7 separate regions of the Mus musculus genome follow, and regions 1, 3, 4, 5, 6 and 7 are each linked to region 2. Evidence: chromatin contacts called from public HiChIP or PLAC-seq, Micro-C and promoter capture Hi-C data. All regions are on one chromosome and are shown on one strand. Each heading gives the region's core, a stretch centred on a gene start, on an enhancer-like site or on the middle of the called end of the contact. The rest is flanking DNA. Distances are from core to core; before and after follow the strand shown.

Region 1 (3,675 bases), core at 1,159-3,658, 400 kb before region 2:
CCTCCTAAGTCAAATCTGTGCCACTCACATGTGTTTTCCTAAGACGGGGTCTTCCTCGCTACCCTAGAATCCGCAAGTCGAGACATGGATCCTCACGTTTGTGGAGCGAGCACTGGAGCAGCTGGGCCAGCCAGCACGCTTCAGGAAAAGCACAACCATCCACAGAGACGCTGGTTTCTAATTAGGACTTCAAACGGATCCAGGTTCTGTGTGTGTGCAGCCTATCCCTCAATCCCACCGGCCTCCTCTCCACCTCCCTTGCTGAGGAGACTCCAAAGTACACAGGCTGTGTGGTTTATTCCGTTCCTTTTTTTTTTTTTTTTTTTTTTTTCCTCGTCGGGTGATGCACACCTTAACAATTTGGTACGTAGATTACGAGTGAAATGGTGACCTCTCGAGGCAGTTAGCATCCCCCTCCCCTTCAACCATCGCCTTGTCCTTTCTCATGTGTTTGTTTGTTTGTTTGTTTGTTTGTTTGAATGTGTATCCTGCTGTGTGCATGTGGAGGTCAGACGTCAGCTTTCAAGAAATGGTCCTCACCTTCCACCACAAGAGTTCCAGAGGATGAACTTGGGTCATCAGAAACTGACAAGTGTATTCACTACTGAGCCCTGTCCACACACACCCATTTAGTGGGGGAGGGAGGAGGGGTTGGTTGGTTTTTGGTTTTGGTTTTGGGGTTTTGGGTTTTGGTTTGGATTTTGGTTTGGGGTTTGTTTGGGTTTTTTTGGTTGGTTGGTTGGTTGGTTGGTTGGTTGGTTTGGTTTGGTTTGGTTTTTTGTTTTGTTTTGTTTGTTTGTTTTGTTTTGTTTTGTTTTGTTTTTTGAGACAGTGTTTCTCTGTGTAGCCCTAGCTGTCCTGGAACTCACTCTGTAGACCAGGCTAGTTTCAAGGGCATGTGCCTGCCTCTGCCTCTCTCTCTTTCTCTCTCTCTCTCTCTCTCTCTCTCTCACTCTCTCTCTCTCTCTCTGCCTCTCTGCCTCTCTCTCTCTGTCTCTCTCTGTCTCTCTCTGTCTCTCTCTCTCTCTCTCTCTCTCTCTCTCTCTCTCTCTCTCTCCCTCTCCCTCTCCCTCTGCCTCTGCCTCTGCCTCTGCCTCTGCCTCTGCCTCTGCCTCTGCCTCTGCCTCTGCCTCTGCCTCTGCCTCTGCCTCTGCCTCTGCCTCTGCCTCTGCCTCTGCCTCCCAAGTGCTTGGATAAAAGACCTTTGTCACCACAGCCAGCCTAAGTTTTTATTAAAACAGATACTGCTCACTCTAGCTGAACCTCGTGGTGCAGGTTATGAAATCTCAGATACTGGGGAGGCTGAGGCAGGAGGATTATAAGCACAAATCCAGCCTTGATCTGCTACATAGAGAGACCCAGGCTGTGGGGGGAGGGGAGGCTCAGTCAGTAAGTGTTTGCTAAGCAAGCAAAGCTCCCTGAGTGAGCTCTGCACACCCTCACTTAAAGTCCAGGCATGGAAATGAAGTTCTATAATCTAGCCCTGGAGAGAGGGAGGTGTGGAGATCAATGTATCCCCAAGGTGGCCAGCCTACTTACTGAACTCCAGGGCTATAGAAGAACCTGTCTCAAAAAAATAAGGTGGAACCCTCTCCCCAAGAGGAGACAAGGAAGACTGTAAGAGCCAGAAGTCAGGCACGACTGAAGCAGGATCTCGGTACTAATAAACTACAGCACCTGTGGCTGCTGCTTATAATCAGACCAGTCAACCTTACAGCAGGAGTTGGAAGGGCTCATGAGCCCACCCTAACTGAGGAGCTGGACAGTTGATGGCTGCTGATGGAGGGAGAGGCAGTTTTCTTTAAACTATGCCCCTGACCCCGCAGGCTGACCATGCCCCAGTGGATAGCCACACACCAAGTACTACATGGACACCCCAAATTAAACTGGATGGGCTATTTAAAATTTAAAAAGAAGGCATGGTGTTGTAAGACGATTTGGATGACAGCGGATCTGGGAGGAGTTGGGGAATATACACAGTTGAACCCAGGGGCCATATCACTCGTGGACGCTAGGTGGCAGCACAGGGCTGCAAGTGAGCGCTGTGTGGTTAGACTGCAAAGTGTTCCTTGAAGTGAAAAATGGGGGCCTCGGCGCCACAGACAAGGAAACACAGCCTGCTGGAGTCTATGCCTGACTTCATAGGCTGGAATTCCACCAGTACAAGGGTCATTGTTTCGGATAAATGCATTTCTCTTTTAAAAAATAATAAAATTATCCAGAGTACCAATTCAACAAATGAAGCTCAGATCCACCTAGAAATCACTAGAGATAAAAATAAGTTGTAAACATTTTTTAAGAAAAATATGTAACAATAAATTATTGAAGGGTAGGGGCTGTGAGGTGGCTCAGCAAGTAAAGAAGTTTTGCACCTAATGACCTGAGTTTAATCTCTAGGGCCTACACGATAGAAAAAGGGAACTGACTCCTGCACAATGTCCTCTGGCCTCCTATTGCTCTCGGGATACTCACACACTCGTTCACACAAACACAAATCAAATAAATTTAATAAGAAACTAAGCCGGGCAGCGGTGGCGCACTCCTTTAATCCCAGCACTCGGGAGGCAGAGGCAGGTGGATTTCTGAGTTCGAGTTCGAGGCCAGCCTGATCTACAGAGTGAGTTCCAGGACAGCCAGGGCTACACAGAGAAACCCTGTCTCAAAAAAATAAATAAATAAATAAATAATAAAAATAAAAAACAGAAAAGAAAATAAACTAAAAATAAATTGAAGACACCATATCATCCAGTAGTGCCGCTGGCCATTCCTTCTAGAAGACTGGGTGGAGATGCCAGAAATACCAGGGTCCCTTCCTGGGGGCCTCTCTAGGCTCATATCCACAGACTTGTGAGTAAACACGTGTGCACACCCACAAATAAACTCAATCTCTTCCGTCTTTCCTCCCCTCTGCAAACGACCCGCCCAGCTGCAGACGTTGTGTCATTACCGCACATGTCCGCGAGGGGGCGATCGTGCCTTTAACGTCCAGCTGTCTGCCTCGGACCGGTCCTGCTTGGATGTCTGCCCCTGCGTTTGAAGCTTATGTCCGATTTCCCACATCTTCATCCATGTTTTTAAATCCCTAGAACAGTGTAGGGAGAGTATTTTGAGGACTGGCCTAGTTTCTGTTGCTATAATAAAATATCCTGACCAAAAAAAAAAAAAAAAAGGGAGCTTTGGAAGCTAGGGGTTGAGTTTACAGGTCTAGATTACAGCCCATCTTTGTGGGGCAGTTAGAACACACACCTCAAACAGCTGGCCGCGTGACAACCACAGTCAAGAATGAAGAAGTGAAGGCCAGCATGCTCATTTCTCCACAGTTCTGGATCCCTGCCTAGGGAATGGTGTGGCCCACTACAGGCTGGGTCTTCCCACATCAATCCCCCACAGACCCTACAAGTCAACCCACCGTAGGCAGTCACTACAGCAAAACGTAACTTGAGCTGACTAATACAAACTTCTGCCACCCTGAGCCTTAAAGATGGACTGAACACTCTGGGCATGGCTGGAATGGCTCCAAGAGCAGATTCGTGACCTCTAACTCCTCAGCATCGCATGATTCAGCCTTTCTTTTTCATGGGAGAACCATGGGAGCAGGCAGCATTCTGTTACCATGGTGCTTGTGATGGTTAACCTTGACTGTGGACTTGAACTTGAACTTGAATCAGCTGAGAG
Region 2 (3,837 bases), core at 429-2,928:
CTCTCTTCAGAACCAGACCGTCGGGGGCCTCTCCTCAGTTACATCCGTTTACCTGATCTAGTCTTTCTGAACGATGAGTGAGCCTCAGTCATCGTTAGGGCTAGTTAAACCACTGGTGGCATAGCACCTTTACTCCATGAACAAGGGAGGGCTTTCTCACCACTATCTTGAGGTCACAGTCTTACTGCCTCCACCTCCAAGTGTAGGGGCTTGGTCTGGTACTGCTTGTATTTAGGTGCTAAATTCTGTATCCCAAGGTCTAGTTGCCCCCAAGGAGGAGATCCTCACATACCCCAAGTGATGCTACGTATGTAACCTAGCCTCCCAAGTCAATTAGTCAATAAAAGGCTAAAGCCTGTGACTGGGCAATAGATAGAGGTAGGCAGGTTTTCAGTTACCTGGCTGGAGGTTGCAGGTAGAGAAAGGAGACTAAGAAAGACAGGGAAACTGGAGGAGGCCGCCACGAGAGGAGATGGACCATAAGCATGTGGCCAGGAAAAACAGCACGTCACAAGGGACACATGGGCAGGGATGTAAGTTAGAATAGCTCCAAACTAGTTCCAAACTAGAATAGCTGCACAACCTAGACTTACGGTTTGTAAATAAAATACCTGGATTGTGTGTGTGTCTTTTATTCAGGTTAGCAAAAATTTGTATTGCCTTTTATATCCAAGTTCTAGGATGATAGACATGTATCTCTGCACTTGGCTTATAGAGTCTTGAGGCTAGAACCCAGGGCTTCATCGTTCTAGCAGAGTGCTCTACCAATTATGCCCCAGCCTTGGCCTTCAAGTAAAAAAGTGAAAACAGAGCTGTGGGTGTAGTTCAATGGCGGGAGCCCTGAGTTCAATCCCCAGTTGTCAGTATCCACAGTCTACGGTTGACTACTGACTACCGTTCCTTTCCCTGCGTTGAATGAATGAGACCGCTGATCATTTAGAATGGCTCCGTTTCAGATGTGCACTGTAACAACCACAGAAAGAAGAACCACCTCCGACAAGTTTTTTTGTTTGTTTTTGTTTTTTAAAAGCTTACATTTTAAATGGTGCGTGTCTGTGTGCGAGCGCTAGCACCTGTGTGCAGTGCTTGAGAAGGCCAGAAGAGGTCACTGAAGTCACAGGCTGGTTTTTTACAGATGCACAACCCTAGCCTTTGCAAGGAGAAGTGGGCTGAACCCGCTGGCTTTACAGGATCCAGACCGGTAAACTAACCACCGGCGCTGTCACGCAGGAGCACCGAACATCGCCAGCGCTCCCTCCCTCCGCAGGGCTCGAACTTAAACTCTTAGGGCCTTTTTAGGGACGTCCCCTCTAGAGCCGCTCCCGGGGCGCAGTGCGCAGGCACCGCGCCACGGCCTGGCCCAACCCCTCCACGTGCGGCGCACACCTCGCGCCGCTCAGCAGAGCTCGCCTCGCGCCTCCTTCACTCCCTCCGCCCGCCCCCCTGCGGCGCCGGCTTTCTATTGGCTGACGGCTTCGTCGTTCTGACTGTCGCCCGGCGGGCCCCCACCAGCCCGGAAGTCCCGCCCCACGCGCGGGTCTCTGGCCTTCTGACAGGCTCGGAGGCTTGTCCATCGGCGAGGCCGGGCCCGAGTCGGCGGCTGGGGGCCCGCGGTCGCTGAGCCGCCCGGGCTGGCGGCGGTTTCCGGTTCAGCGCGGCTGGCGGGCGGGCGGGCGGCCCGGAACGGCGGCGGCGGCGGTGCGGCCCCCGACAGACAATGAGAGCGGCGGGGCGTTGCTGAGCGGCGGCAGCGAGAGCGACGCGGGCCCGGGGGCGGGGCGGGCGCCAGTCATGGACAATCAGGTAAGAAGCCTCCGCCCGGGACTGGCCTCCCGCTGCCCTGCGCGGCGTTGTGGCCGGCCCTGCGCGCACACCGCCCCGTGGGCACCGAGTTTGCGCGCGCCCACCCGGATGGGCCCTTCTCCAGCCACTGCGACCCCGGGGCGTCCTTCCCCCATCGCCATCTCGGGATGCCCCTCCTCCACTGTGACCCACGTACCCCTCCCCCATCGCGACCCCAGGTCTGGTGCAGAACCCTTTGGGATCTAACTCAGCACCCCAGTGCCACCCACTCCACACTGGGGAATTCTCTGCCAGCGTAGTGTATCCACACCGCCGCGGCATCTTGAGGGACTCAGCCTGGCTCAGAGCCCCGTGAGACACCCCTTAGAATCCCGGAGTACCCCCTGGGCATCATACAGGAGCTCAGGGCTTCAACACCTTAGGAACTCCATCTCATTCCAGAGTCCCCGGAGGCGCCCCTTAGGAATCCAGTTTACACACAGACTCCTGAAGTGTTTATCAGGATCCCAGGGATTTAGCGCCCTGGGCATCATCACAGCCTGGAACCCTTTGGGATTCCCCTTAGAGCCTTGGTACTACCTTAGCACCCTGGGGATCTCCCGCCTGGTCCACAGCTCTCCAGGAAGACTTTTGGAATCCTATAGCCACTCACAGCACCATGGGGATCCCGTCCTGGCCCCACATCCCCTGGGAAATCATTTAGAATCCCAGTAGAGAATGGAACCCATTGGGATTACAAAGCCACCCAGTCTAGCCGGGAACTCACGTCCCTTATGAATCCAAATCTAGCCAGACTCCCTTCAGAACTCCAGTACACCCCACAGCTCCTGGCATCCTTGTATGGCCCAGAATCTTTGGAAACATGTCTCAGAACTTAAGTGGGTCTTCCAGCCCCTGTGGTCCCTAGCATGAATCAGACTCTGTGGAGAGTCTACACAGAGTCCCCACAGACAGGGCTAGTAACTTTAGGATGCCCCCCCTACATATCCTCTTAGATGCTACACCACCCCAAATAGGGCCTGAGCCTCAATCTTTTTTTGGAAGATTCCTTCTTCCTGGGCCCATGACCCCAAATCTCCCCAAACTCCAGGGAATACCCCCCCCCCAACCAGGTGCTAGCTTCAGGTCTGTTTTGAATGCTCTCTGCCCAGCCACACCCTCTCTCCATCTAAGACACTCACTTCAGTTCACTTTTCCCAGCCTCTTGGGTAGCCTGCCTCCTCTACCTCTTCCCCTCATGTCACCCAGCTCTGTACCATGTGAGCTCCTCCCCATCTTCTTTAGATTCCCCTCACCCAGGGTCACATCCTCCCCCTTCCCTTCCAAAGACGGAACTTCCAGGGGTACCAGTCCTGGGAAGGTGTGGGGCTGTGGGGGTGGCAGCTGATGGCTTCCTCTGCTGTTGGTAAGGGCAGGTTGGGTCATCCCTAGCTGCTGGCACCATGGAGGCGGCTTTGTCTAGTTTGGCCATGTGGCTGTTAGTTTCAGATACATCGGTAGGGACCTCCTGTGTGTCCCACTATCTATGACCTAGGACCACTGGGGCAGGTAGCAGGCATAGCTTTTTTGTCCCTGGTGTGCCTGACTTGCTGCTAGTGAATAGGCTGATTTGCAAGCCTGCTTGCTACCTGGGCTCTTCATTAGTTGAACCACACAAAAAGTCCCTGTTCTTCGGCACCCTCTGCACTCCAAAACTCAGGAGTCCATGTCCTCAATAGAATCCCCAGAGATTGGAGACCATTCCCTCTGTGGTGTCCTGGGTGGCTGTCACTTTGTGGCTGTGATGCTGAGGAAAGGCAGCAATCTCAGGGACAGTGGGGAACAGGATTTGCTCAGGTGTAAGACCCCCAAGAGCTGCTGGTGCTCAGCTGTGTTTGTGGCTGCTTTTAGGTTTCAGCCAAGTAGATGAAAAGTTGAGTCCTTATCATAGGAGCACCTGCTAAATGCTGAGCAGCCATCATGACTGAGTACCCGGCCATACCAGAGGGTAATGGATAGGACCCTGGCACTAGAAGGTGTTGGTGTGCCTTTCCT
Region 3 (3,523 bases), core at 583-3,082, 420 kb before region 2:
TCCCATCCTGAGGAGCTGATGATCTACTGAGAGTCAATGGCTGCTAAGAGGAGAATCCTCTTGCTTCAGGGATATGCCCCAGAAGGTCACCCTGCTCTCAGTGGGTTTTCTTTAAAGTAGGACATGATGTTAGAGATGGTCACAGTGAAGAGAGGTCTCAGAGTAGAGTGGCACGGAGGTGCAGGTAATCAAAATTACTGCCTTTATGTATGAAATCCTCAAAGAATAAATTAAAATGTATTTAAGTAAATAAGCATGATATTATTTTAAGTTCATTCTTGAGACGATATTAAAATTATTGCCTTTATGTGTGTAAGACACATATATGTACATGTAATGTACATATACATGTATGCAGGCTAGCTGTTTGCTGTGGTTTGGATGTGAAATGTAACCAACACAATCATGTGTTTAACCTATTGGTCACCAGATGGTGGTGTTGTCTGAGGAAGTTTAGAGATGAGGCCATGGGAGGGGACCTGAAAATATGTACGCCAGTTCAACTTCTTAGCTCTCTGCTTCACAGTCAACAAGCAGAAAGCAGTGCCAGCCCACCATCTAACTATGACTCTTCCAAGGCTTCCACAACATGGCAGACCATACCATCTCAAACTGTGAGGCAAAATAGATCCCTCTTCTCATCCCTAAAACCGGAAATCCATATCTCCCATCTAAATTTAAAACAATGGGGAAAAAAAATCTTGCAAACACGCGAGAAAACCAGTGACGTGGAAGATCACACAGTGAAATGCGCTAGTGCCCAAAACAAAAGCAACAGGAGCCAGAAAAGGAAGGTGTAGCCCCGAGTCTATTTCTAGAACGGGACTATCTTCGCTGACTCCCACAGCACAAACCAGCCATGACTAAGAGTTTGAACAAGGCCAGAGCTGGAATGATTTTATACCGTGGCTCTACCCCTCATTAGCTAAGACTTGCTCACAGTATTTCTTTTTGCATCTGTGAGTACACATGTGCCTTTTGTGTGCATTGCATGTCTGTGTGTGCATTGCACTTGTGTTGTGTGTGCATGACATTGTGCAATGTGTAGTGCAGGTGAACATGCACTTGTGTGTACTGGCATGTAGGAACCAGAGGATGACCTCAAACACCTTTCTCCAGTTCCATCTACCTTAATTGTTTAGAGACAGACTTTCTCACTGATCTGGAATCCACCAATTGGGCTAGGCTAGCTGGCCATCAAGAACCAAGGAATCCTCCTTCTCTACTCTCCAGAGCCAGAGGTAGAAGTGTACCACATACTTGGTTTTTTAACATAAATTCTGGGATCAAATCCAGATCTTTGTGCTTGTAGGACAAGCACTTTACACACTAAACTGTTGCCAAAGCCCGGCAAGTTACCTCTTTCACACCCATGTTCTGCTTTGTGAGCTATGGCTGATAAAAAAGGGCTACGCAATGGTAAGGGGACTGTTTCCATTGCTGTGTGGACTTCCATCCCCCTTGCACCATCCCAGATGCACGCACCGGAGCCTCACAAGTTTACTCCATGTTAAATTCTAACTAAAACTGAGATGGCTCACAAACACAGACATGCCACATGAACAGCTACAGGAAGATCTACCCTGGTGAATAGACTTCCCTAAGTCAAGGAATTTTGTCAAAGGTTTCCCAAGGTAAAGTTTGCTGTGTGCAATAGACATTAGCCTATGGGCCGAACCCCTCCAAGGTTGGCCTTTCTCCCTGCAACCTATTTCCAGCCCACACCTCAGCCATCCATGCCCCATTCAACCTCATACTCACCCCAGAAGAGGAGCAGCCAAAAGCCCCACATCGTACTGTGGCAGTCATTCAATGAAGAAAGCCTTCCCTTTAAAAGCTTGCTTTGTGGGGAAGAAAAGGGGTGGAGTCAGGGTTGCTCAACAAAGCCAGACTGAGCCCAGCAGCTTTCTGCTGAGTTGCCACCATCAGAGGTGGACAGACTGGCAACCCCCTAATTTCTCCCTTAAATCTGGCTAGTGTCCACATTTCTCCCTCTCCCTTCCCCTTCCCCTTCCCCTTCCCCTCCCCCTCTTCCTCTTCCTTTCTCTTTCCCTTTCCCTTCCTCTCTGTCTCTGTGTGTCTCTCTGTGTGTCTCTCTCTGTCTCTCTGTCTTTCTCTCCATTTCCTTCCCTCTTTCTCCATCTCTTACCATCTACCCCATCTCTCTCCAACCTCAGTTTCCTCTGTACCATTCTTTTTTTCAACATTACCATCCCCCTTCCACCTCTCATTCTCTTCTTTCATTACACCAAACAAGTGAGATTGCATGTGCTGCCCACAGTGAAGTCAATCCACTCTTCAAGATCACAAAGCCTTTTCAGTAAAGTCATGCTGCATTTATCACCAGGATCCATGAGCTTGCTGCTAAGAAAATTAAATTCTGTCATCATGTCAACCTTGTAGAATACACACACACCACATACATCACACCAAAGAGACAGACAGACAGACAGAGGGAGACAGAGGGGGGCAGAGAGAGACAGAGAGAGAGAGGCAGAGATAGAAAGAGACAGACAGAGACAGAGAGACCACCATCATCATTATCACCACCACCACACACCACACCACATACACCACACCATACACACCACATGCATCATCACCATACACACACCACACCATACCACACACACCACACCCAAGGCTGTCCACTTTTCCCCTATCATTTAATATAGTACTCAAAGTTCTACCCAGAACAATTAGGCAACAAAAGGAGGTCAAAGGGATACAAATTAGAAAGGAGGAAGTCAAGATATCACTATTTGCAGATGATGTGGTAGAATACATAAATAACCCTAAAAAATAATCCACCAGAGAACTCCTACAGCTGATAAACAACTTCAGCTTAGTGGCTAGATATAAAATTAATTCAAACAAATCAGTAGTTTTCCTCTACTCAAAGGATAAACGGGCTGAGAAATAAATTAGAGAAATGACACCCTTCACAATAGTCACAAATAATATAAAATATCTTGGTGTGACTCTAACCAAGCAATTGAAAGATCTGTATGACAAGAACTTCAAGTCTCTGAAGAAAGAAATCAAAGACCTCAGAAGATGGAAAGATGGCCATCTTGCCAAAAGCAATCTACAAATTCAGTGTATTCCCTATCAAAATCCCAACTCAAATTCATCTGGAATAACAAAAAACCCAGGATAGCAAAAACCGTTCTCAACAATCAAAGAGCCTCTGGGGGAATCACCATCCCTGACCTCAAGCTGTACTGCAGAGCAATATGATTAAAAAAAATTTTTTTTAAAAAACCTTCATGGTATTGATACAATGACAGAAAGGTAGATCAATGGAATAAAATTGAAGACCCAAAAGTGAACCTACACACCTATGGTCACTTGATCTTTGACAAAGAAGTCAAAGTCATCCAGTGAGGGAAAAAAAAAAAACATTTTCAACAAATGTTGCTAGTTCAACTGGCAGTTAGGATGTAGAAAAATACAAACTGATCCATTCTTATCTCCTTGTACAAAGCTCAAGTCCGAGTGGATCAAGGACCTCCACATAAAA
Region 4 (3,774 bases), core at 461-2,960, 310 kb after region 2:
CTAGCCTGAAACTCCCAATCCTCTTGCCTCCACTTCCTCACTGCTGTGATGGCAGGCATGGGTCACCTGCCAGGTTTCTGTGGTGCTGGAGTTGGTCCTGGCTTCACCAGGTGGGTCAGCCCTCAGCCCAGCGAACTCCAGCTCAAGCCACACCAGCAATTACTTTTCACAAGTATTTCTTAAGTTTCCCTACTTTGTTGTTGGTGAGCTTTTTTTTTTTTTTTTTTCTGGTTTGTAGCAAACAACTGCCTTTTGGGTGTGATGAGCCACTTGGGAGGTTGAGGTAAGGCATTGTATTCAGACACAGATCCGGCTATGTTGCACAGGCTGGCTGCAAAACTCACAGCAAGGGACTGCCTTGCTGAACTCCAGTGATGATAATCTAGAATTCAGGGCTTAAGAACTGAGGTCCCCAGGGGACAGTTAGTTAGCAGCCTCCACGACAGGATGGCTTTCTGAGCTGGGCACCAAAAGTGGGAGACTTTTCCTTTCTCAGCAGGGCTTCCCTGTCTCTTCCTGTCTTTGTTTGGACAGTGTCCTTAAACACAGGTGGCTGGCCTCTGAAAAGTGACCAGCTGCAGAACTCAGCACACACAGCCTGTTCTGGCTTCCCACCCACATGACCCATTGGCCCTTTCCACCTGTACCCCTCAAAAAAGCCCTTAAAGCCGGGCGTGGCACACGCCTTTAATCCCAGCACTCGGGAGGCAGAGGCAGGCGGATTTCTGAGTTCGAGGCTAGCCTGGTCTACAAAGTGAGTTCCAGGACAGCCAGGGCTATAAAGAGAAACCCTGTCTTGAAAAAACCAAAACCAACCAACCAACCAACCAACCAACCAAAAAAACCCCCAAAACCAAACCAAAAAGCCCTTAAATACGCTCTCATCCCTGGAAGAATACAGCAGACATCCCACTGCAGTAGTCTCCAGAGATCATTTTGTCCATATTCATGGCTGTCTGAACCCTCCTCTCCACCTCTGCCCCTTTTGTCCCCTCAGGCTGGTGACCTCCGGGGAGAAAAGTGGGAAGGAGGAGGGCATACAGAGACATACTTGCATGTTAGCGATCAGAGACACTGCTCACCATGGCACTAAGCACAGCATACTTCCCAACATGCACTCAGCCTCAACAGCCCATGGCACTGCTGCTGAGCCAGGTAGGGATGGATGGTGGGACAGATTGCAGACTGCACAAGGAACTTAGGTTTGACGCATGTCCAAAGCCCTGGCTCCACACCCAGAAATGGATTTTAGTGATTTGCTTGGGAGAGATATGCCAAATTTGATTTCTACAATTGGGCTGGAGGGTATGCCTGGGCTCCAACAAGAACCAGCCCCATTCCTCCTGTCATAAACCTCCCAGCAGGGCTGGAGAGATGGCTCAGTGGTTAAGAGCACTGACTGCTCTTCCAGTGGTCCTGAGTTCAATTCCCAGCAACCACATGGTGGCTCACAACCATCTGTAATGGGATTTAATGGCCTCTTCTGGTGCGTCTGAAGACAGCTACAGTGTATTCATATAAATAAAAAAAATAAAATTGAAATATCATTTAAAAAAAAAAAAAACCTCCCAGCAGCAATCCAACCCAGTTAGGCAGTTGTACCGGCACAGTGTGTGAGCCCTGACCATGGTGGCCACTGCTGCTGCTAGCATCAACACCAGCATCTTGCCTGGTTCTCCACAGCTAACACTGCTCTTCAACCGCCAAGCTTGAGAAAGTGTCTGAGCATGCGTGAGGTTAGGCCGCTTCTCTCCTACCCGCCTCTTGTCTGGGCACGCGCACCAGGTAAGAAGGCCACTAGCAGGACCTTTTGGACGTGTCGGACAAAAGCCCGGTTAGGTCTACGCAGAGGAAACTGGAAGGAGTGGGCATGCGCAATATGGAAGCAGAGCTCGCACATTTCAAACCTGAAAATTACACCCAGGTTCCCAGATCCATAAGTCAAAATCCAAAGCATGCCCAAACTTCAAGGAGGTCACCACAGCACTAGCATGAGCACACGTGGGTGTGGAAGCAGAGCTTTGGGCATGCATCAATCCACTCCCTGCTTTGTGGAGCCGGAGCATGCACACGGGTCTCTTGGGACGTGTCCTGGAAGCTTCAGTGTTTTGGTAAGTGCCTCACGGACCACTGACAACAAAGGCAACGCTGAGCAGGCGCACCTGCGCACGGCCTTTAGCATGCATACTATACGAGAGGCAAAAGCCCTCCAAGCACGCCTCCTCCAGTGTGGAGTGAAGATGCCACCAACTGCGTAGGGAGATGTAGTAAAACCTGTTGTTGTGTATCAACAAAGAACGCTGAAAAGACTAAAGTTAAAGGAGGGGTGCGCTGTACTTTTCTTCCGATGCCTTCAGAACACAGAATTTACCCTGTAAAACCTTTTTGATGGCAGTAGAAAAACAGAACGCAGTACTAAGGTACAGCTTGGACAGGACAAACCAGTAGTTGTAGGAACTGGGAGGGGCCACGCTTCTTCCAGGCCCCCTTCCTAGAGCGATGCCCCCCGCCCCCTCCGCACAAGCTCCAGTCTGGAGTCACCGCTCTGGCCACGCCCCTATGTCAAGCCCCGACCTTTGAGCCCGCCTTCGGCCATATCCCTGATTCCAGTTCCTCCAATCCCTGCCTGGTGGAGCGCCCCCCATTCGGACCACACACCAGTCCTGCTTTCTCCGTCATGTTTCCTCAAGCTTACTACACCTCTCACTTTTTCATCCAGATCCTCAAAGTCCTCTCTAGAACATCCTTCATCGGGCCACGCCCCCTTGCCGTCCAACTCCAAGCCCCGCTCTGAGCCTTGAACCACGCCCCTACTCCGCCCTCCCATCCCCAAACCCAGTCTCCCTCTGACCACGCCCACTCACTCACCTTATTCAAGCTCCGCCTCTCCAGCCCGAAGCACGCGAGCGTCATCACGTGCGCAAACGGGGGGCGAGCAGAGATGACGTAAGTGCGGTGCGCCGTCAGTATGGCTGTTCCATGGCGGCGAGCACAGGCTACGTGCGGCTCTGGGCCGCTGCGCGGTGCTGGGTTCTGCGGCGGCCGCTGCTGGCTGTCACCGGAGGCCGGGTCCCGAGCGCGTCCGGGTCGTGGCTGCGCCGAGGATGTCGGGCCTGCGACATGTCAGCTCCCTGGGGCGGCCGCGTTCTTCCCGGCGGGGTCCAGTGGCGGGGGCTGTGGGACTCGGGCAACCGCGGTGGCAGCGACGAGACCTCCGAGGGCGGTGCGGAGGACGGGGCCACGGCGAGCACCGGGGAAGGCCCGGTCGTCACAGCGCTCGCGCCCATGACCGTCCCGGATGTGTTTCCTCACCTGCCGCTCATCGCCATCACCCGCAACCCTGTGTTCCCGCGCTTTATCAAGATCGTGGAGGTAACCAGAGCCCCCGCTCCCCTGCTCTGCTAGCGGGACCGAGTGGTCTCTCAGCTCCCTCGCGTCTAAGAAACTTTTGGAACCGCACTCCTGCTTGTCATCGCACCACTCTGAGGCAAGAGGATACCACAGTCCTTGGTGGCTCACTTGGACACAAATTCTTCCCTTTTTCTGGTCCTTCAGGACCCGAGATAGTGAGTGTAGAAATCCCAGGCCGACTAGCAACAGAGTATAGTTATTTCGCTTCCATCCTGGTGAAAGTTTTGTAACGCCTTCTCAGCCTTGTTCAATGGTGTAGAGTTTATTCATTGAGACAGCCTTATGTATCTTTTGTCTTGAGACATTCTCCTTTTTCACACCCTTAATTACCCGCGTAATGTATCGGGCATAGTTGTGGGGATA
Region 5 (3,626 bases), core at 836-3,335, 340 kb before region 2:
TACCTCCTCTGGCATATTGTAAATAGCCTGCTGATTCTCACCTACATCTCCACCAGATGTAGGATTTCCAAGAAAGTCAGAGAGACCAGAGGCCAGAAGTTACCAAGAAGATAGATGGGGGAAAATGAGGATGAACACTGGCCCAGCCTGAGGCTTCATACAGCTGGACATAGAGAGCCAGAGCAATGAGAAAACTCCTATTGATTCTTCAGAACCCAGCTTAAATACCCCTTCGTACATAAGACCTAATTCTCTCAAGCAGTGAATGTCCTTACATCCCTAGAGAACAAGAGCCTGTGATGCATCTTCTTCTGTCTCACTGAGTTTAAGAACTCTTTGGGGGCCAGAGCCAAGTTCCCAACATTGCTTGACACACACTAAGGCTGCTGTTGGGACACAGCTAGTCCTCTGGGGATTAACACCATGAACACCTGTCCTTCAGAAAAGTCAACCTTAGTTACAATACACAGGGGGGTGGAAGGCCATCCTTGACTCTAACCGTTTTCCCAACAGCTGTGATTGCCACATCATTGGGCACCCTGAGTCCCGCCAGAGCTGGGGCCCAAGAGTCCCATAGCTACTTCCTCAAGCCCTGAAAGCTACTGAAGTTCAAGCAAATGTAGGCAAATCTCTGCTGACCCCTAGCCAGCCAGAGGGACGGTCCATGGGGGACAGTGGGTGCTCTGTTCCCTACTTCCTTCAGAGGACTCACAACAGCTTCAGAGACTGCTGGCTCACTGACAACCCCAGAAATACCCTGGAGACTGCAGCAGGCCATTCTTAAAGTAACTCCCGTCTTCAACTCCATGGGACCCCTCGCATGAAGGGAAGAAACTAGGCTCTGACCCCGTTGCTCATCATTTCTAGGGACAGCCTCCTGGGACTTGGAAAAACAGGCTGTACAGGACTGGCAGACTGAGAGCAAGAGGACAGACAGACAGACAGATGCCCCCTACACCAAGGATGTGTCCTTCAGACCCCATGGCAAGGCCATGTTCCCTTAGATACAACTCATGTCCCTCACACCCCACGGTAAGGCTGTGGATCCCTTTGACTTGAACCTATACCTTTCATTTCTAGGGCTATCAGCCCTCCCCCCGAAACCCAGCATCCCTGGGGAAGCAGAGAAAAGAGTACAAAGCCACCAGTCACCTTTCACCACCACCCCAGCCACATTCAAATAAGGATTTGAATACATTTTCTAGGCTCACCGGGGCATAGTCTGACCATGCCTCCACTTGAAACACGGAGAGTGCACAGATGTCAAACTCAGGGACACCCAGGGCCTTGTTAGGACCCTAGGCCTGGGCCCTGCACTTCAATGGGCCCTTCCCGAAATAGGTAGAGTTGGGATGCCACAGGGTCTCGCATTGCAGCCCCCAACACTCCACGCCACACAGCACAAAGCCCTGGCAGGAAATGGAGGTGAAGGAAGATGTGAGGAGGAGGGGGGCAGAAGAGGTGGAAGAGGAGGAGCCACCGGTGGGGGAGAAACTGAAGGCCTCTCTCTCTTGAATCTGGTTCTCCAACCTCATGCACCCTCTTGGCTAACTACGAGGCAACAAGATACCTCTTAGGACCCCTTTAAATGGATCTCAACAGAGTCAGCTGGGGGCGGGGCGGGATAGGGAGATTTCCCCCTAAATTTGCTGGGACAGCTGCAAGCCAACCAAGAGTGTACAAACCCACCCAGAGCTCCGTTCTGCTCGACACCTCTCCATAGCCAGAGCCGGGCCTACCAGCCTTTATCCAGTCGGGCCCTAGCATCACCCAGCAGACTCACCTGGGACATCTGGGGCCGCAAGTTAACCTCGCGAAGATTAATGGCCTGGGGAAGCAGGTTGTTAAGCAATTGGCACAAGAGGACACCGTCCCGCAGTGCCTGTGCCAGCTCACACACCTGGGCCCCCTCCCAGGTCACACGGTGGCTGGGAGGCAGCACCCGACACTGGATCAGCCAGTGGGTGCACTGTCGCCAGAGCTCCATGGTGGCTGCCGGCCTCTCACTTGGCCCCTCGGGGAGGCCCCGTGCACCCTCGTTCCTTCACCACCGCCGCCGCCTGCCCCAGTGGGGACAACTACAACACCACTTCCTCTTCTGTGACTGTAACTGTCGCCCCGGGGTGGGGGTGGGGAGGAGCTGTGGGGCGGAGGGGGAGCAGCATCTGCAGTTACGCCCTCACAGCTTCCACTCACTGGTGTGACCTCGTCTTTCTCCACCTACACTGAGCAGACCTGGGCACCTGCTGAACTAAGGTGCCACTATCTCATCCAGCCGTAGGCACCTAGGCTGTCACCTCCTGTCTCCTCCTGGTCCCCAGTCTACGGCCCTGATCTCTCACAGCCTTTTGCCCCTGCAGCAGCCAAAAGGGACCACTGAACACTGAGTCAAGTCTCAACCATTCTTCCACCACCCATAACCCTCCTGGTTCAACCTTGCTTTGGGGCCAAAACTCATGTCTTTCCTGCACCCCACAAGGCCCTGTTCACCCTGCCCCAACCCCTGCCAGCCTCTTCTCCTCTCTCTGTTCTTCACTCCCTGACCTCCATCCTGCCCCAGGGCCTTTGCACTTGTGCCCACCACCTGACAGAAGACACTAATTCACTCCATCACTTCTTACATGTTACTTTTTGATTACTGAGTGCTCAGCCATAGATGGGACATCTATACCACCACCAGCCCGAGGCTCAAGGGAGAAGGAACAGAAAGTCGGTAAGAGTCGGGGGCGGGGGATGTGAAATGCTATCTCCAGGGCATACCCATGGCCACTACGCTCATGAACTCCGTGCAGTTATGGTGGCAGCACAAGACAAAGCCAGGAGGGAGCCAACATGCCCACAGGCAGCAGTAATGGATGCAAAGGGTTACAAAAGAGCAAGAAAGTGGGGATAAGGTAAAGAGAGTCCACTCTCATTCGGAGTCAGAGGGGAGTTGAGGGTGGGTAGGACGAAGATAGGTTGTTAACATGTAGGAAACTGCCAACAAATAGAACTATAATAAACATTAGAAAATATATTCTACTTTGAAAGCCATTTCACTTTTATTACATATATATATGTGTGTGTGTGTATATATATACATATGTATGTGTGTATGTGTGAAGGTACATGTGGGGCACAGTACATGTGTGGAGGTCAAAGGTTAACATGGGGGAGTAGGTCCTCTTTTTTTTTTTTTTAAAGATTTATTTATTTATTTATTTATTATATGTAAGTACATTGTAGCTGTCTTCAGACACTTCAGAAGAGGGGGTCAGATCTTGTTACGGATGGTTGTGAGCCACCATGTGGTTGCTGGGATTTGAACTCTGGACCTTCGGAAGAGCAGTCAGGTGCTCTAACCCACTGAGCCATCTCACCAGCCCAAGGGAGTAGGTCCTCTTTCCACCATGCAAGCCCCAACGATTGAGCTCAGATCATTAGGCTTGGTAGCAATCACCTTTGCCCACAGAGCCCTCTCACCCTCACCACCCACTTTTCCTTTTTTCTTTAAAACTTGTATGTGTGTGTGTGAGAAAGAGAGAGAGAGAGAGAGAGAGAGAGAGAGAGAGAGAGAGAGAGAGAGAACACTATGGCGTGTGTGTTGAGGTGGCAGGACAGCCTCAGTGTAGACCCTCTCTTCCACA
Region 6 (3,514 bases), core at 218-2,717, 460 kb after region 2:
TATGCTCTGTCAGCTGCAGGCCGATTGTTCTGTTTTGTTACTTCTGTGTAAATGGCATTTAACACAGCGGGGATCTGAGAGGGGATGAATGGCCACTGGAAGCTTCCAGACTCTCAGACCCGCGGTTTACATGTTCCCCTTCGCTGCTCACGAGGACCCAGGGGGCAGAAGCGGTTACTCAGTTCGGACAAACAAGGCAAGGCCTGGTTCCCTCCCTGATGGATGGCCAGTCTGCTCTGGCATGGCCAGTCCTGCCAGCACCCAGCTCCATAATATATGAGTACACACTGTGTGCAGCCAACAGTGCCATACACCTGCAGGGACTATGCAAGGATGTGGACATCTCCACAGAGTACCCAAACTTCAAGTACCTGCTGTGCATGAGAGAAACTACACTAAGGGCCCCTGAACACTATGCAAACCTCCGGCACCTTCTACGTGCTCCAATCTCGACTAGCACCACGTACGTCAATCAGGGTCACCCCAGTCAGGCAAGAGGACAAAGCCGTCTCTGCTAAACTGGCCGCGGTGCAGGCTCTGGGAAGCCCTGTTCTTAATTTAGGCTCCTTGTCAATTATTCATGGCACTCTTCCCCGTTTATGACCCAGTCCTTCCGCCCGGACTCTTCGGCTCCAGGCTCTTGCTCATGTCTCCAGCTCTGGGCCGGAATGAATGAATTCCAGAGGGGAAAAAAACCCAGACTGTAAAACAAAATCGTTTCGTTATTTGAGGCAGGGTCTCAGGTGCAGTCCACACTCGACTCACACTTGCAGCAATTCTCCTGCTGCTGTCTAAAAGTTTCGCACCCCATGCCTGTGACTACTCTTTTCTTTAAGGTGTTTTTCAGTCTTTTGCTGCATTTCATCTGTTTGGCATGTCTAGTAACTCAGTGGACATGGGTGTGTGCATACATGTGGAGGTCAGCGCCATAGGAGTCAGATTCCTCCTTCCACTATGGGACTTTGGGGATTGAAGTCAGGTTCTCTGGCTTGGGCTGCAAACACCTCTATTTGCCGAGCCATTTTGAGCCCCACCCCCACTTTTAAAAAATTTTTTTTAATGCCCAGCTCATCCTCCTTTTCCCAAGCTGGTCTCGAATTCATTGTTATCCCAGGCTGTTCAAAAACGACGTCCTCCTGCTTCAGCCTCTTCAGCCAGCAAGGCGGGCTTGATGGGAAAGATTTTAGGGAAAGGATATTTTGGCCAAAGAAAGCAGAGTGGGGAGACAGGCAGGAGGCTCAGGTCATCCTCAGTGTAACTTGAGGCCAGCATGGGCTACAACAGAACTTGAGTTTAAAAGGAATCCAGAGGAGACAGGCCGGGCCACGTGTCCCACGTCCCACGTGCTCCCCGGGCCTTCTACAGGCTCCTGAAGCACGTGACCCAGCAGCGCCTCCTCACTGGGCAGGCATCTGCGCGCAGGCGCAGTACTGTACACGGCCAGGCCCCAGGGCCGCGGCGGCGGAAGGGGTGACGTCACCGGCTGGGGGCGCGCGAGCCGCAGTGGGGTTTTGCCCCGCCCGCCAGGCAGCTCGGGCCGCGCGCACACGCGGAGCCGCCGGAGCCCGGGCCGACCCGGTGCCGGGAGCAGCATGCGGAGCCCGCAGGTACCGGGGTGCACGGGGCGCACGGGGGACACAGGGGGCGGGGTGGGCGGCGCCGGCTTTGTGCTTCCAAGCTTCTCCGCCTTTGTGCTCCGAAGGGGGTCCGGGCTGCAGCCGTAATCGGATTCTGCAAGAAGGAGAGGGATGTGGAGGACCTGGAGGGATGGAGCTGGAGAAATGGGGACCGCGAGGGTTGTGGACCCGGAGGGACAGAGACCCACAGAAACGGGAACCGGTAGAGACAGGGTCCAGGAGGGATGAGGACGCGCGCGGGCGACTTGGCCCGTACCCAGGGTCACCGACTGCACCAGCCGGGCGGGGACGCGGTGTGCGGTGCGCGGTGTCAGCGTCTGGAGCTGCAGACCGGGCCAGGCGCCTCAGATCACCTGGGGCTTCGGTTCCACCCTTCTGCGGTCCGGGCGCCCCCAACCCCCGACCTCCCCCAGCTTTGGGATTGGGACTGCTCATCCACCCTCATCCTCGCGATGCGGGGGCCTGTGGGGAACCCCGGGGAGCCAGCCTGCGGCCCTAAGGCCCCCGGTACACCCCAAGAGCCCCCCGACTGGCTGAGGGTGGTGACGTCACCGGGGGCGGGGACTGGGGCGCAGAAGGAAATGGGGTCCGAGAGCAGGTACCCCCGTTGCAATGCGAGCTGGGTCAGGGCCAAGTTCTCTGCTCATCGTGGAGCCTCTTCACCCCCAAACCCCAGCACCACTATGAGCGAGGATCCTTTTGATTGCCACACCCCCCAAATCCCTGTGCGTTACCCCTTTTCCCTGCTCTCAAATCTGCCTCCATATGCCCCCGAAAACCTGCAGCAGGTGTGAGCGCCCATCTTCCCGGTCACCCCTCACCTCGTCTCTCCCTCCAGTAGAACCTCCTAACGGTCACTTCCCCGGGTGTCTCCTGGCCTGGCAGGGGTTCCCTTACGCTCACTTTCCAACCTGAGCAAGGATGTCCCTCCCCCAATAAACCGTCCTTGGTGCTCACATGGAGACCTCTGAGGTGTCCCAAGCCTGGATGGGCACTCGGGGATCCAAAGAGTCTTCTACAGAGCAAGAGGGATCCCGAGGGTGTTAGATTGGTGGACACATCCTGTTCACCCATCTTTCTGCACCTGGATCCTGGGTCCTGGCTTCTGTACCCCCCGGGGGGTGCTGCTGTCTCTATGGTGCAGATAACGGCCGTCTGCTTTGTCTGGGCTAGCCTGGGACCCTCCTACTCGGGCTCTGGCCTCTCTTGCCAGCTGCGACTCCTTCCTTCATTAAAGGCCGGGTAGTGGGAGCTGCCATTTGCATAGACTCCCCTCCCCCCTGCCCGGTCTTTTCTCCTTTCTTTGTGTCCCTCCCCCTGTCAATCTCCAGCTGCCTTCTGTCCCTGCTCCTGCCTTCTGCCAGCTGATTTCTTGGCGGCTGCAGGCGGGCAGCTGGAGCTGGGGGCGGCTTCCCGCCCCGACCAACCTCAGAGTCCCCAGCTCGGAACAGTGGGGGGACACTTAGGTCCCAGATAATGTCTGTGCCTGGCCTCCGGTCCGTCTCCCTGCCCATCGCGCCTGGGTCTCCAGAGACCCACAAACTCCCGTCCTGTCCCTTGTGGGGCCCCAAGGAGTATGGGGGGGACACACCCTCACCATGACATTGCATTTCTTCTTGGGGATGGCTCTCCCACCCCCAGTCCCCCGGGGGAAACCAGCCACCCGCCACTGAGATTGCCCTGAGCATCCTCCTAATTGGGCTCAGGGCGAACGAACCGTCGCGGGAGCCCGGGCTTCCAGGCGAGCTCTGCGGCCGGTATCGCGCCCTGGAGGGTGACATCCGTGTCCCCGGAGGATTGGGGGGCTGTGGCCAGGTGCCAGTCTTGGGGCGGCGCCCGCAGGGGACAGCGATGCCGACCGGGTGTGGCCAGGAAGG
Region 7 (3,894 bases), core at 162-2,661, 350 kb after region 2:
CCTGAACTCTAATATTCAGGTTGGTTTGGAACTCCTCTACAGCCCAGGTTGGCCTTGAACTCACATCTGACTTACCTTTATCAACAGAAAAAAACGTTCTTTCCTTCCATCTCGTATCTTCCCCTAGCTTAGTTCTAGCAAAGAATTAGAAACAATTTATTTTTCCGCTTTGTTTTTGTTTTTTGTCTCCCTGGGCTACCTACATCCTCCGGCTGTCTGCGAACTCTGAGAGTTTCTCATGTTTCATCTCCACCACCCCTGCCCCCAACGTCACTGTGTCTTCCCAGATTAAAAGAAAAGAAAAGAAACAAAAACCACCTGTTCTGCCTCGGGGGCCGAAAAGGGACTTGGGATCGAATCCCGCCACAAGCTGACCCCACTGGATGACCTTGGCCGAGTCCCCTTCATCCCCCTTTGGGGTTGGGACTAAGCAGTACAGGGAACGCGGTGTCATCGATCCCCCGAACCCGTTCGTGGTGTTATTTCCCTCTGGTCGCATCGCTGGGGGCGTCGAGATTCGAATCCTTGCACCCGGCGCCCGCGGAGCCCCAGTATTAGCGCCCAGCGCGAAGGCCAACGGGCCACTCCGGGCCCGGCGGTGGGTGTCGCCATGGCGACCATGGGGTTCCCCCCCGCGAACCTCACCTTCTTCAGCCGCTCCATCAGCACGCTCTTGTTGCCGCTCGAGTCGAGGTTCCGCTTCTTCAGCTCCGCCCGCAGGTCGATCACCCGCAGGTCGCTGAGCCGCCGCGTCCCGGTCTCTGACGCCGCGGAGCTCACGGCCGCCGCGCCCGCCGCACTCGCGTCTCCTAAACCCGACAGAGTCTCCGCCATTCCAGGGACCCTGGTTCCGTCGCCCACTTCACACAGAACCGGGTCAGTGGGTTTGCGTGAGTGTGTTTTTTTTTTGATTTGTTATTATTATTATTTTTTTGAATCTCGGCCCTCTTACCACAAAATGGCGCCGCCTGAGAGGGAACCGCTTCAGCCTCCCCGGAGGCGCACCTCGACACTGCGCAGGCGCCGCCGGCGCGAGCCCTACGCTCTCAGACGCCTTTACCCAAGCGCAGTGTGCGCGGCGGCAGAGACGACGTAGGCGCGCCTCGCCGGCTCGCGCTTGGCCGCGGACCAAGACGCATGCGTGCTACAGGTCGTGCGCCTGCGCATCACTGTCGGAGCGCTGGCCGTAGAGCGGTGGCGTGCGCAGCCGGGCAACGCTGCGAGAGGCAAACGGGGGTCAGTGAGCGTAGCGAGGCGGTGCGCGTGCGCATTAAAAAGAGGGTGGCGACGGGGCCGGGGGGGGGGGGGGGAGGGGGGGCTTACGACCGGTTGCGCATGTGCACTTGTACCCGCGAGGCTCGAGACTGCTTTGGCGTGCGACCTAGGAGGTGCGTCAGAGCTGTGCGCCTGCGCAGCCGCAAAGGGAGGCGGGAGGAAGCGAGTGCGTTTTCCTCTTCGGCAGCGCCATTTTGTACTACCTCCGAGCCGCCACAGCTGGTGCCAGCGAGTGGAGGGGGTTCCGGAGCGAGTTGGGAAGTCGCGGAAGCGAGGATGGCGGAACCCGGGACCGGGTCGGGCGACCCCGCCTTTGGTCCGGGCGCCTCGGAGAGTGGGACGCGGCGGCTCAGCGACCTGCGGGTGATCGACCTGAGGGCGGAGCTGAAAAAGCGGAACCTGGATACGGGAGGCAACAAGAGCGTGCTGATGGAGCGGCTGAGGAAGGTGAGGGAACCCGAGTGGCGCCGTGGACCCGGGCACGTAACTGCCCGCGCAGACTCGGGCCGGCCTTCCCACCCCGAGCCCCCCCCCCCGACTTCGGTCTGTGCTGTCAGTTACCGAAGCAGCCGAGGCTGTGTGACCTTTACTAGTCGCTGCCCCTCTCTGTGTCTCGCCTCCCACTTGCCCCGGGATTTGCAGGAAGCCGGGCCTTGTTGAGTAATCGGGTGGCTCTGGGCACGTCTCCATGATGACCTTGCACCTGCAGCTGTCTTTTCCGCCACCCTAGTTTTACTCTTCTGGGGAATCTATCAGTCAACCCCACTGTTGGCGGTGCCCAGTGTCTCTGCACAGACCATGTTCGCTCCCAGGTCCGGTCCCCTCGCGCTTCCCTGGTCTTGGAGCCTAGTTGTCATCTCGAGTCAGCGTAAGATGTCACTTTCCTCCCCCTAGACAAGAAGTCTTGTCTACTGCCCTTCAGCGCTTGACACAAGCTTGCCTCTGTGGAACAGGGTCCTTGAGGGTTAGGGACTCCTGATTGGCTGCAAGTAGAAGGCGCCAGAATACTTTGAGGGAAAATTGGCCAGCGCTTTCTTCTTCGGTCTATGTTGTTTTTCCTTATCAAAAATCAGCGCCTCCCCTCCCACGCAAAACTTTTTTTGGAGAGCTACTGTGGCCCAGTGTGGCCTTGGACTTGCTGTGAAACCCAGACTAGACTTCAGCTCTTGGTCTCCTGCCCCCCCTTTTCACTTCCAAAATGCTGGAATTAAAGGTTTGCTTTGTTATGGGAGGCCTTTTGAGCGCCCCATTCAGCTCTTTGCCCTGCCTGAATCAAGGACAGGTTTCCTACCATCATCCCTGTGTTTGATGAAAGAGCACACAAGATGAGCGGTCACCAACCCTGATTTGGGGTTAATACTTGGATTTTATTCTATTTTTTTGTCTTGGGTTGGGGATTACATCTAGGGCTACAAGCTGCCAGGTCATGTATGACCACAACCTGCTGACAGTGACTCTGCAACCCAAGCTTTCAGCTTCCCTTTCTCTAGGTTTTGGGTCTTGAGCAGGGAAGGGGAGCTGGCTGCTAAATGTGGTCTTAAGCTAGATTGTGAACACTTGCAACTGCAAAGTTGCTTCTTAAAGAACACTTTGTGTCAACCCCTCCTAAAAGATAACTTTATTTAAAACTTCATACTCTTTCCCATCAGGCATTTAAGGAGGAAGGACAAGAACCTGAGGAGGTTGGAATCAGCTGGGGAGCTGTGAGCAAGAGGGCTGTAAAGAGAAACACCAAAGGTACTTAACTGCCTGTGCTTGACGCTGGGCCTGGGGAATGGGTGTCTGCTCTGCTCTGTGTATGTGTAATATGCATACTTAGATGTGCATGTGTGTGGGACAGCCATAGTGTCACATTGTGTCCACCTTAGGTTTTGTTTTTGTCTTAAGGTTTATTTTGTGTGTGTGTGTGTGTGTGTGTGTGTTTGTGTGCGCGCTTGCCTGCATGTGAATGCACATGTGTTTGGTGCCCACAGAGGTCAGAAGCAGGTCTTGGACCCCTTAGAACTGGAGTCAGGAATGGTTACCAGTCTCCATGTGATTCCTGGGAGCTGAAGCCCATCCTGTATGACAGCAGTTAGTGCTCTTTCTTAACCGCTGATCCATCTGTCTACATAGTGATTTGGCTGGGCTGCTGACCTGTGAGGACCAGTGTCCTCCATCTTCAAACCCCAGCACTAGGATTATAAGTACCCTCATGCCCAGCTCTTCACGGGTGCTGGGATTGAGCCCAGGCCCCCAAGCTCAAAACAAGAAATGTTTTTGCCAGCTGAGCCATCTGCCCATTGCCCTGAAGTCAGGTTTTACCAGTGGCTTCGAGGACAGCTTTTCATCAGCATTCTAGGCTGAGGCAAGAGAATGGCCAATTCCAGGTTGGCCTGGCTACATGAGACTCTTAAGGGCCAGATATGGTGGTGCATGCCTTTAATCCCCAAACACCACTGCCCCAAACAAACCAATAACTGAGGGCTAGTGAAAAGGCTCAGCTACCGAAGGTAGAAGCTCCTGAATCTGAGAGTTGTTTGATCCTTGAGACCAGAAACAACTGGCTCCCAAAAGTTGATCTCTGACATCCACATTCACACTGAGGCGCACATATGTCTAACTGTGCTCACAGAGACA

What was found. Promoter capture Hi-C pulls out the DNA fragments that hold promoters and counts their contacts. Hi-C and Micro-C count contacts between places; a contact is called where the count stands out from the background. HiChIP or PLAC-seq counts read pairs in DNA pulled down with a chosen protein or histone mark.
Region 1: a promoter capture Hi-C map of the HPC-7 cell line shows a contact between it and region 2. The contact joins the enhancer-like site here to the promoter of Mllt1 in region 2. A contact is called at or near these places in 6 of 39 promoter capture datasets (the C10 cell line, the HPC-7 cell line, cranial neural crest and 1 more), 1 of 15 datasets of contacts at CTCF or cohesin (embryonic stem cells), 2 of 115 datasets of contacts at active chromatin or transcription factors (embryonic limb bud and microglia) and 2 of 9 other capture datasets (adipose tissue and liver).
Region 3: a contact with region 2 is called in a promoter capture Hi-C map of neural stem cells. The contact joins the promoter of Adgre1 here to the promoter of Mllt1 in region 2.
Region 4: a contact with region 2 is called in a promoter capture Hi-C map of fetal liver, with 2.9 times the contacts expected there. The contact joins the promoter of Catsperd here to the promoter of Mllt1 in region 2. A contact is called at or near these places in 6 of 39 promoter capture datasets (cranial neural crest, embryonic stem cells, fetal liver and 3 more), 1 of 484 Hi-C or Micro-C datasets (embryonic stem cells), 4 of 115 datasets of contacts at active chromatin or transcription factors (astrocytes, embryonic stem cells, memory CD8 T cells and 1 more) and 1 of 9 other capture datasets (liver).
Region 5: a contact with region 2 is called in an H3K4me3 HiChIP or PLAC-seq map of bone marrow-derived macrophages, with 2.6 times the contacts expected there. The contact joins the promoter of Vav1 here to the promoter of Mllt1 in region 2. A contact is called at or near these places in 2 of 39 promoter capture datasets (the SN4741 cell line and liver), 1 of 484 Hi-C or Micro-C datasets (muscle stem cells), 3 of 115 datasets of contacts at active chromatin or transcription factors (bone marrow-derived macrophages, memory CD8 T cells and pancreatic cancer cells) and 1 of 9 other capture datasets (adipose tissue).
Region 6: a contact with region 2 is called in a Micro-C map of embryonic stem cells, with 2.0 times the contacts expected there. The contact joins the promoter of Ptprs here to the promoter of Mllt1 in region 2. A contact is called at or near these places in 2 of 39 promoter capture datasets (embryonic stem cells and pre-B cells) and 3 of 484 Hi-C or Micro-C datasets (embryonic stem cells and natural killer cells).
Region 7: a promoter capture Hi-C map of pre-B cells shows a contact between it and region 2, with 4 times the contacts expected there. The contact joins the promoter of Safb2 here to the promoter of Mllt1 in region 2. A contact is called at or near these places in 6 of 39 promoter capture datasets (embryonic stem cells, fetal liver, liver and 1 more), 1 of 15 datasets of contacts at CTCF or cohesin (embryonic stem cells), 7 of 484 Hi-C or Micro-C datasets (B cells, CD4 T cells, embryonic stem cells and 2 more), 3 of 115 datasets of contacts at active chromatin or transcription factors (effector CD8 T cells, embryonic stem cells and microglia) and 2 of 9 other capture datasets (adipose tissue and liver).

What each region holds. Positions count from the first base shown.
Region 1 is chr17:57,334,219-57,337,893 of GRCm38.p6, reverse strand. No RefSeq gene overlaps it. Among named protein-coding and RNA genes, the nearest start is that of Adgre1, 23 kb to the left of the region's middle. Within about 2 kb of position 2,408, at least 49 of the 459 cell types and tissues checked have an H3K27ac peak or open chromatin away from gene starts, as enhancers often do. A contact at or near this core is called in the HPC-7 cell line, adipose tissue, microglia and 1 more, where this site is marked.
Region 2 is chr17:56,933,229-56,937,065 of GRCm38.p6, reverse strand. Mllt1 (myeloid/lymphoid or mixed-lineage leukemia; translocated to, 1) reads left to right here and starts at 1,678. Exons shown (of 12, transcript NM_022328.2): 1 at 1,678-1,803. The coding sequence starts at 1,792.
Region 3 is chr17:57,356,995-57,360,517 of GRCm38.p6, reverse strand. Adgre1 (adhesion G protein-coupled receptor E1) reads right to left here and starts at 1,832. Exons shown (of 22, transcript NM_010130.4): 1 at 1,762-1,832. The coding sequence starts at 1,792.
Region 4 is chr17:56,626,079-56,629,852 of GRCm38.p6, reverse strand. It overlaps Catsperd (cation channel sperm associated auxiliary subunit delta), which reads right to left and starts at 1,710. Exons shown (of 22, transcript NM_175350.3): 1 at 1,603-1,710. The coding sequence starts at 1,664. Lonp1 (lon peptidase 1, mitochondrial) reads left to right here and starts at 2,950. Exons shown (of 18, transcript NM_028782.2): 1 at 2,950-3,372. The coding sequence starts at 2,980.
Region 5 is chr17:57,277,559-57,281,184 of GRCm38.p6, reverse strand. It overlaps Vav1 (vav 1 oncogene), which reads right to left and starts at 2,085. Exons shown (of 27, transcript NM_011691.4): 1 at 1,784-2,085. The coding sequence starts at 1,987.
Region 6 is chr17:56,474,433-56,477,946 of GRCm38.p6, reverse strand. Ptprs (protein tyrosine phosphatase, receptor type, S) reads left to right here and starts at 1,467. Exons shown (of 33, transcript NM_011218.2): 1 at 1,467-1,607. It overlaps Gm32822 (a long non-coding RNA gene), which reads right to left. Exons shown (of 4, transcript XR_385656.4): 1 at 2,595-3,514; 2 at 1-1,731. It overlaps Gm9258 (a long non-coding RNA gene), which reads left to right and starts at 1,674. Exons shown (of 1, transcript XR_105855.2): 1 at 1,674-2,599.
Region 7 is chr17:56,582,102-56,585,995 of GRCm38.p6, reverse strand. It overlaps Safb2 (scaffold attachment factor B2), which reads left to right and starts at 1,411. Exons shown (of 21, transcript NM_001029979.3): 1 at 1,411-1,722; 2 at 2,925-3,012. The coding sequence starts at 1,552. Safb (scaffold attachment factor B) reads right to left here and starts at 1,014. Exons shown (of 21, transcript NM_001163300.1): 1 at 646-1,014. The coding sequence starts at 834.